Regions from separate parts of the Mus musculus genome. Here regions 1, 2 and 4 are each linked to region 3. A link is a contact called in public ChIA-PET, HiCAR-type and promoter capture Hi-C data. All regions are on one chromosome and are shown on one strand. The core of a region is the stretch at or near the end of the contact, and the rest is flanking DNA. Distances in the headings are between cores, read along the strand shown. Region 1 holds the start of Sparc (secreted acidic cysteine rich glycoprotein). Region 2 holds the start of G3bp1 (GTPase activating protein (SH3 domain) binding protein 1). Region 3 holds the start of Anxa6 (annexin A6). Region 4 overlaps Atox1 (antioxidant 1 copper chaperone).

Evidence for each region. Promoter capture Hi-C pulls out the DNA fragments that hold promoters and counts their contacts. ChIA-PET counts read pairs in DNA pulled down with a chosen protein or histone mark. HiCAR-type assays count read pairs that join an accessible place to other places.
Region 1: a contact with region 3 is called in a promoter capture Hi-C map of embryonic stem cells, with 5 times the contacts expected there. The contact joins the promoter of Sparc here to the promoter of Anxa6 in region 3. A contact is called at or near these places in 6 of 39 promoter capture datasets (the 3T3-L1 cell line, the SN4741 cell line, cranial neural crest and 2 more), 1 of 484 Hi-C or Micro-C datasets (embryonic stem cells), 5 of 115 datasets of contacts at active chromatin or transcription factors (embryonic stem cells and microglia) and 2 of 9 other capture datasets (adipose tissue and embryonic stem cells).
Region 2: an RNA polymerase II ChIA-PET map of memory CD8 T cells shows a contact between it and region 3, with 11 read pairs. The contact joins the promoter of G3bp1 here to the promoter of Anxa6 in region 3. A contact is called at or near these places in 2 of 39 promoter capture datasets (embryonic stem cells and hippocampal neurons), 2 of 484 Hi-C or Micro-C datasets (B cells and liver), 4 of 115 datasets of contacts at active chromatin or transcription factors (embryonic stem cells, memory CD8 T cells and pancreatic cancer cells) and 1 of 9 other capture datasets (liver).
Region 4: a contact with region 3 is called in a HiCAR-type map of embryonic stem cells, with 3 times the contacts expected there. The contact joins the enhancer-like site here to the promoter of Anxa6 in region 3. A contact is called at or near these places in 3 of 39 promoter capture datasets (the HPC-7 cell line, embryonic stem cells and hippocampal neurons), 1 of 15 datasets of contacts at CTCF or cohesin (the NIH/3T3 cell line), 16 of 484 Hi-C or Micro-C datasets (B cells, the BV-2 cell line, LSK cells and 6 more), 4 of 115 datasets of contacts at active chromatin or transcription factors (all in embryonic stem cells) and 1 of 9 other capture datasets (embryonic stem cells).

Annotation. Positions count from the first base shown.
Region 1 is chr11:55,418,633-55,421,998 of GRCm38.p6, forward strand. It overlaps Sparc (secreted acidic cysteine rich glycoprotein), which reads right to left and starts at 1,448. Exons shown (of 10, transcript NM_009242.5): 1 at 1,156-1,448.
Region 2 is chr11:55,468,020-55,471,360 of GRCm38.p6, forward strand. It overlaps G3bp1 (GTPase activating protein (SH3 domain) binding protein 1), which reads left to right and starts at 1,733. Exons shown (of 12, transcript NM_013716.2): 1 at 1,733-1,782.
Region 3 is chr11:55,032,078-55,035,393 of GRCm38.p6, forward strand. Anxa6 (annexin A6) reads right to left here and starts at 1,394. Exons shown (of 26, transcript NM_013472.5): 1 at 1,282-1,394.
Region 4 is chr11:55,449,057-55,452,102 of GRCm38.p6, forward strand. Atox1 (antioxidant 1 copper chaperone) reads right to left here. Exons shown (of 4, transcript NM_009720.3): 3 at 1,401-1,569. The coding sequence ends at 1,445. Among named protein-coding and RNA genes, the nearest start is that of Atox1, 11 kb to the right of the region's middle. Within about 2 kb of position 1,460, at least 11 of the 459 cell types and tissues checked have an H3K27ac peak or open chromatin away from gene starts, as enhancers often do. A contact at or near this core is called in embryonic stem cells, where this site is marked.

The DNA of each region.
Region 1 (3,366 bases), core at 198-2,697, 390 kb after region 3:
CAGAGACTCTTTGAAGTTGCTTATTCGTAGACCACTTTATAGGCTCAATTAAGTGACCCTGCTTGGGAAGTCTTAGGGGAATTCGGGTACCCCAAAAGCTATCCCTCTTCCTTAGGACAGGAAGGCTACACTCAGGGGAGATGGCTATGTGAGATCGCCCACAAATTGCCTAAAGCTTGTTACCTCATGTAGGGTCCGCATCTCACTCCACTCCCTACACTAGGAAGGTTCTAGAAACTTAAAAGAGTTGTCAGTGGAGACACTCCCTCCCTGCAGGTGTGCTGTCTGTCCCTGAGGCAGATGCCTGATACCTGTTTGTCCCCCTTAGGTGAGGCTTATTTCCAGCCATTCTAGGAGTCACAGGAAGTTTACAGAACAGCTTGGAGCAGACAAGCTTTCAACAGGCTGAGTCTTGGATAGATTCAGTAGTAGCAAGAAAAGTGTCCTGGAGCTATATCTCTCTGTCTCCCTCCTCCCCATCACACCCTCCTCCCTGTCGTCTCTGGATTGTATCAAATTGTTGGCTTTCTCAGATGTCTAGATACGGTAGAAGCAATGTTAATGCCAGTGATGACCACCTCTCAGAATTAGGCTGGGAACAATGGCAACCCCAGGCTGGGAGAGACAATGGCATTTCAGACTGACTGAAATGCCACGGGGTGATGGGGTGGGGGTGGACAGAGATTGAAGGGACCAGAGCCTTCCCAGAGGAACTGACTAAAGGGAATGTCTTGCCTTGGCTGTTTACAGATCTGTTTATCCTTCTTGCAAAGTCCCATTTGGACAACAGTGCTCTGACCCAGAACTGGATGTCTGTTCTCCCAGAATAGGAAGCCAGACCCAACAGGCTGCCAGCCAGATTTTCTCTGGGTTGGCAGTCATGATGGGCAAATGAGGATCGGATTCTCAGAAAAGGAGGCAGCTGCCTCCGAGGGTGACAGAGGACAGACCAGTAGCCTCTGCCACCAGAGAACACAGAGAAAGCGGTCCCCGCAAACCATGGCTATTTTCTGCAGTGCTACAGAGACAACAAGTTCCCCTGTGAGTGAGCAACAGGTTTCCAGCTCACCTCCCCCTGAGACTGGTCATGGGGATGGGGCAGAGAGGAGATGATGAAGCTTACAGAAGGGCAGGGGCTGACAGGGAGGTGCATACCTCGGCACAGGCAGGCAGGCAGGCAGGCAGGCAGGCAGGCGGCAGAAGAGTTCTGGCGGTCTGAAGGGCTGCAGGAATGTGGAGGGGTTTAGAGGCGAGCAGCAGGAAGCCTCTTGGAGCTCTGGGCAGGGTCTGTCTCACCCTCCGCCTCCACTCAAAGGCCCTCCTCCTCCTCTGTCTCCTCCTTCCCCTGGCCTGCCTCCCCCTTCTCCCCAGAACCAAAGCTGTCTTTTCTTTCTCCCTTCCTTGCCTTGTGGTAGGCTGTGTGCTACCCAGACACCCTGGCCCCACCTGTCTCATCTGTTCTGGGGCTCCTGCCTAAACAGACATGAGGGTCAGGGCTGGAACAGCTGCTGGAATCACCTAGAACAGGCCAGGCCTTGTTCAGAGCCGAGGCTGCTGACTGAAGAGTCCTAGACATTAACCGAGAGAAGAGAGAGAGAGAGAGAGTCACAGAGGCACGGCTAAGCCCCTTGTCCTACTTTACACACAGCCAGCGAGTGAACTTGCCTGAGCACTCTCTTGGGCTTAGCAATGTACAGCAAGGCAGAGAGTGCACGCTGGCATGGCAGTGGGGGAGCAAAAGTACCCAGTTTTCTCAGTGCCAACAAAACAAGCTGCCACTGGTGATACTGGTGGCATCATCCTTGATAACGAGGCGAAGTCCCCTCTAGGTCTAGTGGCACCAACCACGGGTACGTGAAGGATTAGAACTAAGCTGGAAGACTTGCGCTGTCAGTACCTGACAAACTCAGAGCAATAATACTGATAGTCAGATCAGAAGCAATAGCAGGGTTGGTGGGGAAGCCACAGGCCTTTCATTTAGGTGTTGTTTGGTTTTGGAAGAGGTCGCACGTAGCCTGGGCTGACCACTCACTATGTAGCTGAGGATGACCTTGAACTATTGATCTTCCTACTTCTATCTACTTCCAGGGTGCTAGGATTACATGTGTGTGCTACCTACCATGACTATTTTATTTAGTGCTGAGGATTGACCTCGGGGCCGGGGGGGGGGCAGGGGGGGGTGTTAATGATTGTTAAGCAAGCATGCTACCAATGAAGCTGCATTTGCAGCCCAGACAGACACACCAGAAGAGGACATCGGACCCCATTACAGATGGTTGTGTGCCACCATGTGGTCGCTGGGAATTGAACTCAGGACCTCTGGAAGAGCAGTCAGTGCTCTTACCCGCTGAGCCATCTCTCCGGTCCCAAGAGGCCATTTTAATAACAGGGGCACAGGCTCACGCAGGGCAAACAGCTTACCCAGTAACACCTGACCAAAAGTGGTCTGAGAACGCTGAGTCTACATTTCAGCCCCACTCTTCTTTGGGGAACATGGACACTCCTCATCTATGCAGCAGCTCTTGACTGAACATTTTGGGCCTGCCTACCTGGGGAGGTACCAGAATAGACGTGGTGGCAGGAGTTTGGGGTGTGGCTAAAGGGATGCACCTCATGTGCAGAACCACTTCCTCAGTGATGCAGACCCCAAGGCTTCTCCCAGGGGGTCAGATCAGCAGAAACTTCCTGAAAGCGTAGATATCGAAGCAGCCATTGAGTTTGGATAACAGGGGACTGGAGAAGGTAAAAGAACAGTCTAGAGATAAGCTTATACACACCAGGATCCCTGCCTTCCCTGCCACGCCCTCATCTACCACACTCCTCCTGCTCTCCAGCCAAAGCAGTTTGGACTGGACCTTTCCTGAGCCTGGACCTTTCTCATCCTTCAGAACTCTATTCTAATGTCACCTCCTTAGATAAGCCCTCCTTGTCCACTCAACATATAAGTCTCCTTGCCTCTCTCACAGGAAGTAGACACCTCAACATCATCTCCCTCCCTCCCATACCGTATAGCACCATCTGCTGCCTTCCCTTGACAAGCAGCCCAGGAAAATGGGGGCTTTCATGCATCTGTCCGAAAGGTTTTTAGTTAGTTTTGCTTTGTTTGTAATCAGTGAGTGGCCTTCCACTATCCCGCCTGAAGAAAACAGAAGGGACTCTTTTCTTAGGGTTCCAGTCTGGGACAGAGACCCTCAGACCTCCTGAGTACCCGCACATTTTTCTGCAGAGAAGAGTTATGGCTTCCTTCAGGTTCTCTCTCCAAAGGGCCTGTGAAGAATCCTAAGGAGACTTTTGCACCTACATAAGACTCCTGAGTCTTCTCCTTGATCCAACAACTGGGAGCTTTAGGCCACCAAATTTGGGGTT
Region 2 (3,341 bases), core at 483-2,982, 440 kb after region 3:
AATTAAAGCCCACATTCCTTGGTTGGGCTAGCAATCCTACCAAGCGTTCCTAGAAGGAGGTTCCCACTGGAGGCTCAATGCTAGCTGCCTGTTGATAGGCTCTGACCCAGTGCTGGAGCACTGCACTGTCTCTTGGTTCCTGGCTTCCGGATTCCAGGTTCTGCCTGGCTGCCTTTTCCTTCCAGCCTGGGCTGGGCGAGCCCTTTCCCTTTGCACGTGGGAACTGTGCACGTGTTCCTTTTGGAAACTCGCTGTAACACTTTAACACCTGTATTTTCGGTATTTAAGAGGTTAGGGCAGGAGGATGGCGAGTTCGAGATCAGCCTAGGGTATGGTAAATCCAGCTCAGCATAGGCTACAAGGGGAGACCTTGCCTCGAAAAGCCCTGAAACAAAACAAATTAATGCGAGTTTAGCTTGCTTTCAGGATTTCATGTCACTCAGAATGGCCTTGGACTCGTGTAGCTCAGGATGGCCTGGAATTCTCCCTGCCTCCAGGGAACACAGACTAGTCTAGTTTGTGTTTAGCATTTGGATCACAGCTCTTAATATAAAATGCTCATGGTGGCCAGAAGGCTCACAAAACCCCCCCGAGTTGGGGTCAGCAGCAGACTGAGGTACTACTATTTGGACCCTGGAGCCTTTATGGGGGAACCTTAGGCGTGTCTGCCTAGGAGTTGGGTAAAGTTCCCATTTCAGTTTGAAAAGCATGTGACAATGGCTGGTGGTGACGCATCCTATAACTTTCGCCAGCCAGAGGGTGATCAAAGATGGGATGTTGTCTCTGCAATCACAAGATTGGAAAACCTGAAAACGTCCAGGAGCCACCCGGGCACGCCAGCTTGGAAGCCACCCGGGAACAAGAGCATTCCCAAACGCCAGGGAGGCTGCCTCGCGGTATGCTCTGGGGTGCCGACCAAGCCAGTTTCGCTGTCCTCGGTCGCCACTGCATTCGTGCTGAGTAATGCTAAGGGTCAGCAGCTCCTGCTCTTCCGAAATGCATGCAAAAAAAGTTTTGATGCGAAGAGAAAAAAACCAAACCAAAAAAACAAAACCCGGGAAACTGTTACTTAGATCCCGGGTACCAGAGTCGCCTGGGAAGGCGGGAGACCGGTCCTCGAGGACAGGATTCAACCTAAGAGGAAGAGAAAGGAAAGGGAACGGAAGACGCAGCTAGTCCATCCTCTTAACCGCTCCAGAGGGCACGGCGGCCCTGGGGCTGCCTTTGGAGAGGGCCATCCCTCCCTGTCAATCAGCTCCATTCGGTGTTGCGATTGGCTGGGGGCTTCCTTGCTCCCCGCCCGCGCCTACCTCCTAGTTGCATGGGGTTTACTTCCCCAAAGTACACGGGCCCCACCTTGTGGATCAACCGCTCCTGCCTGGACAGTGGGTTTCCGCCCAGAAAAAGAAATGTAAGCCAATGAGAACGGGTGCATGCAACTATTGGCTTGTCTGAGTGTCGCTCTCAGTGCATCCCGCCCTCATTTTTATAGACCATCTGAGTATTGGCGAGGTTTCGTGTCCATCTGGGCTCTAGCTCCTTCAGTTATAGGCAGATGCGGCAGCCACTCAGGAGCTCGGCCTCTAGACAAAGACGCTGTCCAATCATAGCCAAGGGGCGCGGTGGCGAGGCGGCCATTGGTCCCTGCATGCGACCGGGAGCAGCAGGTTCGGCTGAGCGCGGCTATATAGCGGGCGGCGGGCACGCGTGCCGCGGCATCGCGCGAGGGACGCCGCCACCTCCTCCCACGTAGCAGCCCTGTCCTCCCGCTCAGCCGCGCAGGTACTTGGGCCCGCGGGTGGGGCTGATCGGATGCGGGCCGGGCATGAGCCGAGCTGCGGCCGCGAGCGGGGCGCCCCGGGAGACCGCGCGGCGCGTCCCCACCCCCACCAACGGCCGGCGCGGCCTCCTGCCTGCGCTTTAGGGCCCGCGCGTGGTCCACCGCACCAACGGCGGGCGTCACGCGTCTGGCCGGCCCTGCGTGCTCCACGCGCATTCTCTGGCGCGCGCCGGCTCTTCCGGATGGTATAGCTGGGCCTGGACCCTAAGGAAGCCTTCGGATATGGGGATGGGGGTTGGGGGAGCCCAAGCTGAGAGCGTGATCGCGCCTCCCAGGGTTGCAGAACGGAGGCGCGCGACCCCGGGTTCAAGGGCTCAGTGGTGCAGAGACAGCCACGCCAAGACGTGATCTCTCCAATCCCCCCACTGTTTCCCCCTGCACTATGCCGAGAGTTCCCTTTTTTCCCGCCCTTCCCGGTCACCTGGGTGCAATCAGGTAGGTCCAGTCAACAGGAGAACGAGGTGGAATCAAGGCCCTCTGTAGGGAAAGGACAGGCATCTGTGCAGGCTACGTGGCTGTGGGACACCATCGGCCACTGAGCTCTTGAATCTGAGGTGCAAACCCCAGTATAAGAAGTCCCGTGGTGGCATCTGCGAGCCAGTGGGGGACTCCAGAGAAGAGATTAGGAGTGGGGTTTTGAATGACAAAGGAAGACTTAGCTTTCTTCGCACTTACATAGATAGATAGATGCGCCTCCAAGTTAGCTTCTGGGAAAAATAGAGAAAAATACAGTGAGTGTAATGTAATCGAGTGTGCCTCTCAGCAGGTCCGAAACGCACCTCGAGGTAACGGGAAATTCCCGCCAACAGGAAGTCAAACTCTGACATTAGATCTTGACTCTTCAAGACCCCTTTTTAACTTAGAATGTTTTAGTTGTGAATCAGAACAAACTTAGATTAAAAAAACCTTTGTTTGAGAAGGTCGTAAGTCCAAGGAAACAAAGTGTTTAAATTCTTACAAGAGTTGAAGTTAAAGTTTGAAATTGGATAGGACCGGCCCGGGCTTCAGTGCAGAGGTGGAGCACTTGGCATGGAATACAGGAAGCCCCGGGTTCAGTCACCAGAGCCACAAAAATAAGTCACATCTGAAATTGCTGGGGAGAGGATGGTGTCCAGTGTCCAGTTATTGTGCAGTGGGTCACAGTCACCGATTGGGTTTGTTGGCAAGCACAGCCATTAGGTCTCCTGCCGAACCATCGATGATCAACTGCCTTTTTTAAAAATTCTTACTGTGGAGCCCTTCCTGGCCTGGAATTCAAGAGGATCTCAGAATCTTCTCGGTGCCAAGAGTTAAGGTGCCTCCACTAAGCCCAACCGAGTAATTTATTTTAGTACTTACTTGGTTTGACTTCTACGGGTTGCAAAGCTATTTTCAAGGATCTGTGGTCAGCCTATCTTTCTATGCTGAGGATTGCCTTTAACCCCTGGCTAGAAAGCACGTTAAATGGCAGATGTTTCACATCGAAGACTACAACAGAAGTTTCAGGACTAGTTCTTGAGGG
Region 3 (3,316 bases), core at 144-2,643:
CAAAGGACAGGAAGTAAAGGGACATGGTGAGCGACAGTCACAGCTGCAAGGGGATGAAGGCCTTCTCCTTCCCTCCATGCCCAGCCACACCCCACTCCCAAATCTGAGAACAGTTGAATTGGCGGGGGGGGGGGGGGGGGGGGGGCACCGGAAGTGGCGGCCACCTCAGCAGACCACTATGGGGAACAAGGGCCCAGAGAGAAAAGAAGTCCTTCCAAGTGTCCCAGGCAAGCTGCAACTCATGGATATGGGAGAGGATTGCCCAGGGTCTTCCTGCAGGGCTTAGGGCCTGCAGCCAGAACATCAGGGCATACAGGGGCTGAAATAGTTCCCGGGGGATAAGAAAGGCTGGAGAGTCAAGCTATTCTGTCGGAGAGGTGGGCTCAGCAGCTTCAAGATGTGATCTGGCCAGGTGAGGTGAAATGGAGGGCAGATTCTAAGGGAACACCAGGATCCCCTACAAATCCTGGAGCCATATGCCCAAATTTGGAAGTGTCTAGTAAGACCCACCAGAGTTTAGACAAAAGGGGGTGGGGCGGGAGTGGGGCGGGGGTGGGGGGAAGCAGAAGCCAGATTCTCTCTAAAGGAGAGTTTCATCGACCACACCTGTACTCAAGATTCCCCAACCAGCAGCCAAATCAAACCCACTTTCATAGGACTGAAAGCGGGGGTTATCAACACTTGTGAGATGGGGGCTCAGAGAGGGAAAGGCGGCTGGCTCAAGGCCACACTGCAAGTTGGTGGTGGGATCTGGATTCGAGGTCAGTAGGAAGCATCTAACTAAGACCCTGAAAAACTGGGAAGGAGCCGGGTTGGCTTAGGAGAAGCAAAATTCAGAGTGGGACCTCTGCATCTTGCTAAGAGCCTCTGCGGCTCCCGGAAAGGTGAGCATCTCCGGAAAGACAGCAGGTCCTTCCTCTGACCCGCATCAGGGAGCCTTTCTCCCGGACCACACCACGAACCGTCTGGTGCTCAGCAGACTGTTCAATTCCTCAAGCTCTCCAAGTTGAGTAACTCACAGCCTCCCGCGAGGGTCACCAAGTTTTTCCACTACTTTAGACAATTAGGCTCCTGGGTCTTGGACCACACCCTCGGCGGGGCCGGGCGGGGGGCACCAGCTCCCCTCCCCCCTCAGGGTGCTGTCAACCAGCGCCAGCACTTTGGGTTCCCTCCCGGGACACACCCAGCCGCGACACCCCGGGGTGACCGCACACCAGCATGGACCCGACCAGGTCCCTTCAGTCCTGGACCCCGTGTCCCGCAGCGACTCTGCACACTCACCGCGCTAGGGAGGCCTCAGATCAGGGCGTATGGACAGACGCAGCTCGAAGCCCGTTAGCCTAGCAGCAGCCGCAGCGCAGGCTGGGCGCACGGTGGAGGGGGACACGTGGCGCGCAGGGGCCAATCGGATTCGCTCGCTGCCCGCCCCGCCCTGTCCAGCCCCACCCCGAGTGCTTCTTTTTTGGAGTTTGGGTGTCACCGGCTGCAGGGGAAGGGCATGGGGGAGGGCGCCCTCGGGGGAAACCTGCCACCTCTTACCTGGGTCGTTTCTGACCCCAGCCCTGACGTCACCTCCAGAGGGTAGGGGATTTGGCAAAGGTCACGCTGCCACCCAGAAATAGAAGTCAAATTAATGTCCTGTTCTGGACACATTCTCCAACATTCCTGCTACTCACCAAAGCTTTGTTGAGAAATTTGAAGCTTGCCAAAATTGAAGTTGAGACCTTACCTGACTGATCAGATTTCACGCCTTCCTGCCCTATCGGGTCACAGGCGTAGTCACCTACTTTGCAAGGAAGGAAAGACCAGAGAAGACCGCGCCTCGCCCAGGGTCACTCAGCTTGCAGATTGTGGGGTTGGAAATCTAATTTAGATTTGGCCTTGGGGAGTGGGTTCTGGTTGAAGAGGGAGTGATAGGAGGACCAGAAGTTGTCATCCAGGTCTGTGTGGAAAAGCGGTACAACCTCTGGAAAACAGATAGCCCAGCTTTGATAGAGAAATCTCCCTCAACCCCCAACCCCCGCCCCCACCCCGCCCCCACTGCCTGGTGGCCACAGCGGACAGCAGACTTCTGTTTGTTAATAAGTTCCTTGAGTTTCTTTAAAGGGTCATCCTCAGGAGCCAACTAGCTGCCTCAGAAGGCCAAGGTGCTTGCTGCCCTACAGGGGGCTCGCACATATTTTTTGCACTTCAATAAAGAAAATGTAATTTTTAAAAGTTAAAAGTTTAAAAAATATTATCTCCAGAATCTGTCACTCGTTCAGAGAGTAGTAAGCATCTTCCAAGATCTAGTTGGAAAATTGTCCTCCGTTTGTTTGTTGCTTGTTTGTTTTTCATTTCACCCAAAGAACACTTACTGAACCTCTGGTGCAAGCTAGAGCAAACTGAACAGGTGAGCTCTGCTGCCCAGCCCCACCCTTGGGACCTGCCAATAGACAGAGGTTTAGATTTCTCTATGGGAAGCCTGGGGCTAAGGTGGAGGAAGCACTTGGGGCAAAGCAAGTGGGGCAGTGTCACCTTCAGAACGAGAATGATGCCATTACAACTTTTGAGAGGAGCAGATTATCAGCAGAGCCTGCATCCCAGCACTGAGAGGCTGGAGCAGGAGGATCCGGAATTCAAGGTCATCACTGGCATCAAGGCCAGCCTGGGCTACACGAGACTGTCTCAGAAAACATGCAATAATAATGGTCTGGGGGTTGTGGCTCAGTTTGTAGAGTGTTTGGCATGCACGAAGCCCTGGGTTGGATAGCCAGTACCACATGAAATCAGAATTACGGGTTCATACCTGTAATCCCAGCACTCAGAAGCATCAGAAGTTCAAGGCCATCTTCAACCACATAGCAAGTTCAAGGACAGCCTGGGCGACTCTCTCAGAAAAAAATCAAATAAATAAATAGGTTGGGGAAGAAAACAGAAGAGGGCTGGCCCTGCCTGACAAGATGGGGTCCGTGGTCTCCCTGCACACAGTTGTAACTGCTGTCATTCACTGGGCATTTTCCATCAGTCATAAGGTTCAATATTCCACCCTTGTTTTAAATTAACATACTTGTGTGCACATGTGTGGGTGCACGTGTGTGGGTACAAGTGTGCACATGCACATATACTCACTTTTGTGCACAAGTGCTATCATCGCATCCATACAGAGGTCAGACGATAACTTGCAGGACTTGGCCCTCTCCTTCCCCCATGTAGGTTCTGGTAATAGAACGCAGGTTGTCAGGTTTGGGGGCAAACTTCCTTACCTGCGGAGCCATCCTGTCATCCCTGTATATCCTTTAACTATGTTGTCATATCTAATCCCAGGGTTTCGTCA
Region 4 (3,046 bases), core at 210-2,709, 420 kb after region 3:
GTGTGTGTGTGTGTTCTGAGTGTGTGTGGATGTGCATGTGTTGCGTGTGCGCGTGTAAAGGGCAAAAGACAATGTGAGGGACTCAGTTCTCTCCTTCCACCACATGGGAGATTGAACTCAAGTTGTCAGGCTCAGTAGCAGGCACCCTCATTTTCTGTCATTGTCCTTGTTAAATTTACTTTTTGAGTCAGGGTCTCTCTCTCTAACCCGGGTTAGCCTTGACTTCCTGGTTCTCCTCTCCTGCCTTAGCCTCCTGTGAACTGGATCGTCTTCACTTTTTAATTTGCTGGAATGTCCCATAGACACAGAACACATGGCTTAGGTTCCAAATGCTCACATTAAGGAGGATACTCTACACAAAGGGGAACCTCTCACCCCCAGTTGATTACAGCTGGCCTCTGCCAGGGGCCCTCATGGGTCACTGATAGAGTCAGCACTATCGTAACTATCATTTACACATTCGCACAGACTGCCTGGCTCCTTCCCTCCTCTGCCACCCACCTTCGTGGGGCTCTGGTCAGCTCACTCACATTCACCAGGCCTCGTGTTTCTCAGTTCCAAAGAGAACACAAACCACCAAAGTGACTGCAGTAATTCATGGGTCAGACACACTGCAGAGGAAGCGAGGGTGTTGGACACAATGAGGACTGCTGGGTGGGCAGGCGACTGTCCTGCTTCCTGACAGAAGGGCACTGGCACTGGTCCACTTCCTGCCTCCCTGGGACCGGTAACATGGAAGGAAGATAGCTTAGATGGGTCACTGACTCTGCACCAGGCTGGGCTGGCGCCACATCCGGCTCCAAGTGGAAGGAAAGGCAGGGTGAGCAAGAACTCATGAAGAGGGATGACAGAGGCTTGGGACACAGTGTGGGACACTACTGTGAAGGGACAGCCACTTCACCAAAGTAAGAGGCTCACCATTTCAGAAGAGTCACATACTCTAAACTGAAAGCACGCTGACCAAGCAAGGTGCCCCTCGAATCCCGTGGGACTCTGGGAACATAACACAGCACTCTGTCTGCTCACAGGAGGCCCTCAAGACCCCCGAACTTCTCGCTTGTATTGGACAATGAGGACGTGCTTGTGACCTTTCCAGAGAGGGGCAGCGGGCTGGACATATCAGGGCACCCCCTACCTCTCTCTCGAGAAGCCCAAGTCCAGTCTGAGCACCTCAAATCCAGGAACCCCAGTTGCAGTGTGCTCCAAAACTAGACAGTGCCAGCTGGATGGTGAGAAGGTTTGGGGTTTTTCTATTATGGATGCCCTCTGGGTGGATTTAGGCAAAGATTCCAAACCCCAAAGAAATTGCAATCTGAACTGCTTCTGGGCTCAAGCCTTTCAGATGAGGGACCCCAGGAGAAGCAACAGGCTTGTGCAACAATGGCTGGGACCTCACCCACCTGCCTCTTCAGTTTATATCCGGAAGGACTCGCCCAGGTCCTGGCTACTTGGGGCCAAGGTAGGAAACAGCCTTTCCTGTTTTGTTGAGGGTTGCCAGCAGGGTGTCTGAGCTGTGCTCAGAGTCGATGCAGACCTTCTTGTTGGGCAGGTCAATGTTGAACTCCACTCCTGTTGGGAAGAAGCAAACTGGGATGTAGGAGGGGGAAGCAGGACCCTTCCACTCACTGGAACAAAGAGGTCGGCCTCCTTAATATTCCTGTCACACCCGGCGAGCTCTTTCTGTTTTAGGTACTGTGAGCGCGGCAGGCTCTGCTGCAGGCTCTTCTCTATGTGTAAGGCGTTTGGGTGATGGGGCTTGAATCCAAGGCCTCAAGTACCAGGTGCACACTCCACTCTAACCTCTTTCCTCAGCCCCGCGAGTGAGTCTCTTCTCTCCTTTTCTCCTTCCTCTCTTTCCGTCTTCCCGCCCCCCAATCCTACTATCACTACCACCTCACTTTCCCATGCCCACATCAACCTCCCAATTTAGCAAGCCCTCCTTCCTTCCCTTTCTTTATAATCTTATTTAAAAGATTTAAAAATTATGTTTATGCTTGGGCCAGTGTGTGGGTATGTTCACATGAGTAGAGGTGCCCTGCAGGCCAGAGGTGTAGGGTCTGGAGTTGTAAGTGGTTGTGAGCTGACAGATGTGGTGCTCGGTCCTCTCCAAGAGAAGTACATACTCTTAACCATCAAGGCGTTTTCTCAGGCGGGAACTTACTTATTTTTTGTATGTGTTTTTCTTGCATGTATATCTGTGTACCACGTTTGTGCAATGACCATGGAGGTCAGAAGAGAGCGTTGGTTTCCTTGGCTGTGAACCATCATATGGTGCTGAGAACGGGATCCAGACCTTTGCAAGAGCAGCTGTACTCTTCTCTCTCCAACCGCTTTCTTTAAAAATCTTATTAATTTTAATAAGAACACGGGTGAGTGTGTGTTAAGTGTGAGTCTCTGTTAGCAAGTATGAGTGAACAAGTGTGTGAAAAGAATCTGTATACGAGCGTGTATGTGTGTCAGTCTGAGTGTGTGGGAGAATAAATGTGTGTGAGTCAGGGAATGTATGACAGTGTGTCAGTGAGCATAATGAGCATGCATGTGAGGGAGGTAAATGAGTGAGGTACATGTGTTGGGGGTGTGCATGTGTGTGTGTGTGCATGTGTGTGTGCATGTGTGTGAGTGTGTGAGAGCGTGTATGATAGTCAAAGACAACTTAGAGTCAGATATCTCCTTCTATGTGGGTCCTAGAATTAAACTCAAGTTTGGCAGCAAGCACCCTTTCTCACTGAGTACTTAATGCTTGTGTGCTCTGTCTGTCTGTCTCTGTCTCTGTGTCTCTCAACGTGGTACTGGGTCTCACATGTGTATTCTACTACTGAAGCCCTGGGGCTCCCCAGCCTGTGTGTGTGTGTGTGTGTGTGTGTGTGTGTGTGTGTGTGTTACTGCTACCTAGAGCATCAAACACACCCAGCAAGCACTCTGTCACTGAGCTTCATCCCCAGGTCTCTTGATACTTTTTATTTGAGGAGGTCTCACTAAGTCACCCAGAGTAGCTTTGAATTTCTCAAACTCGCCAGGAGTGGTGGCGCAAGCCTTTAATCCCAGC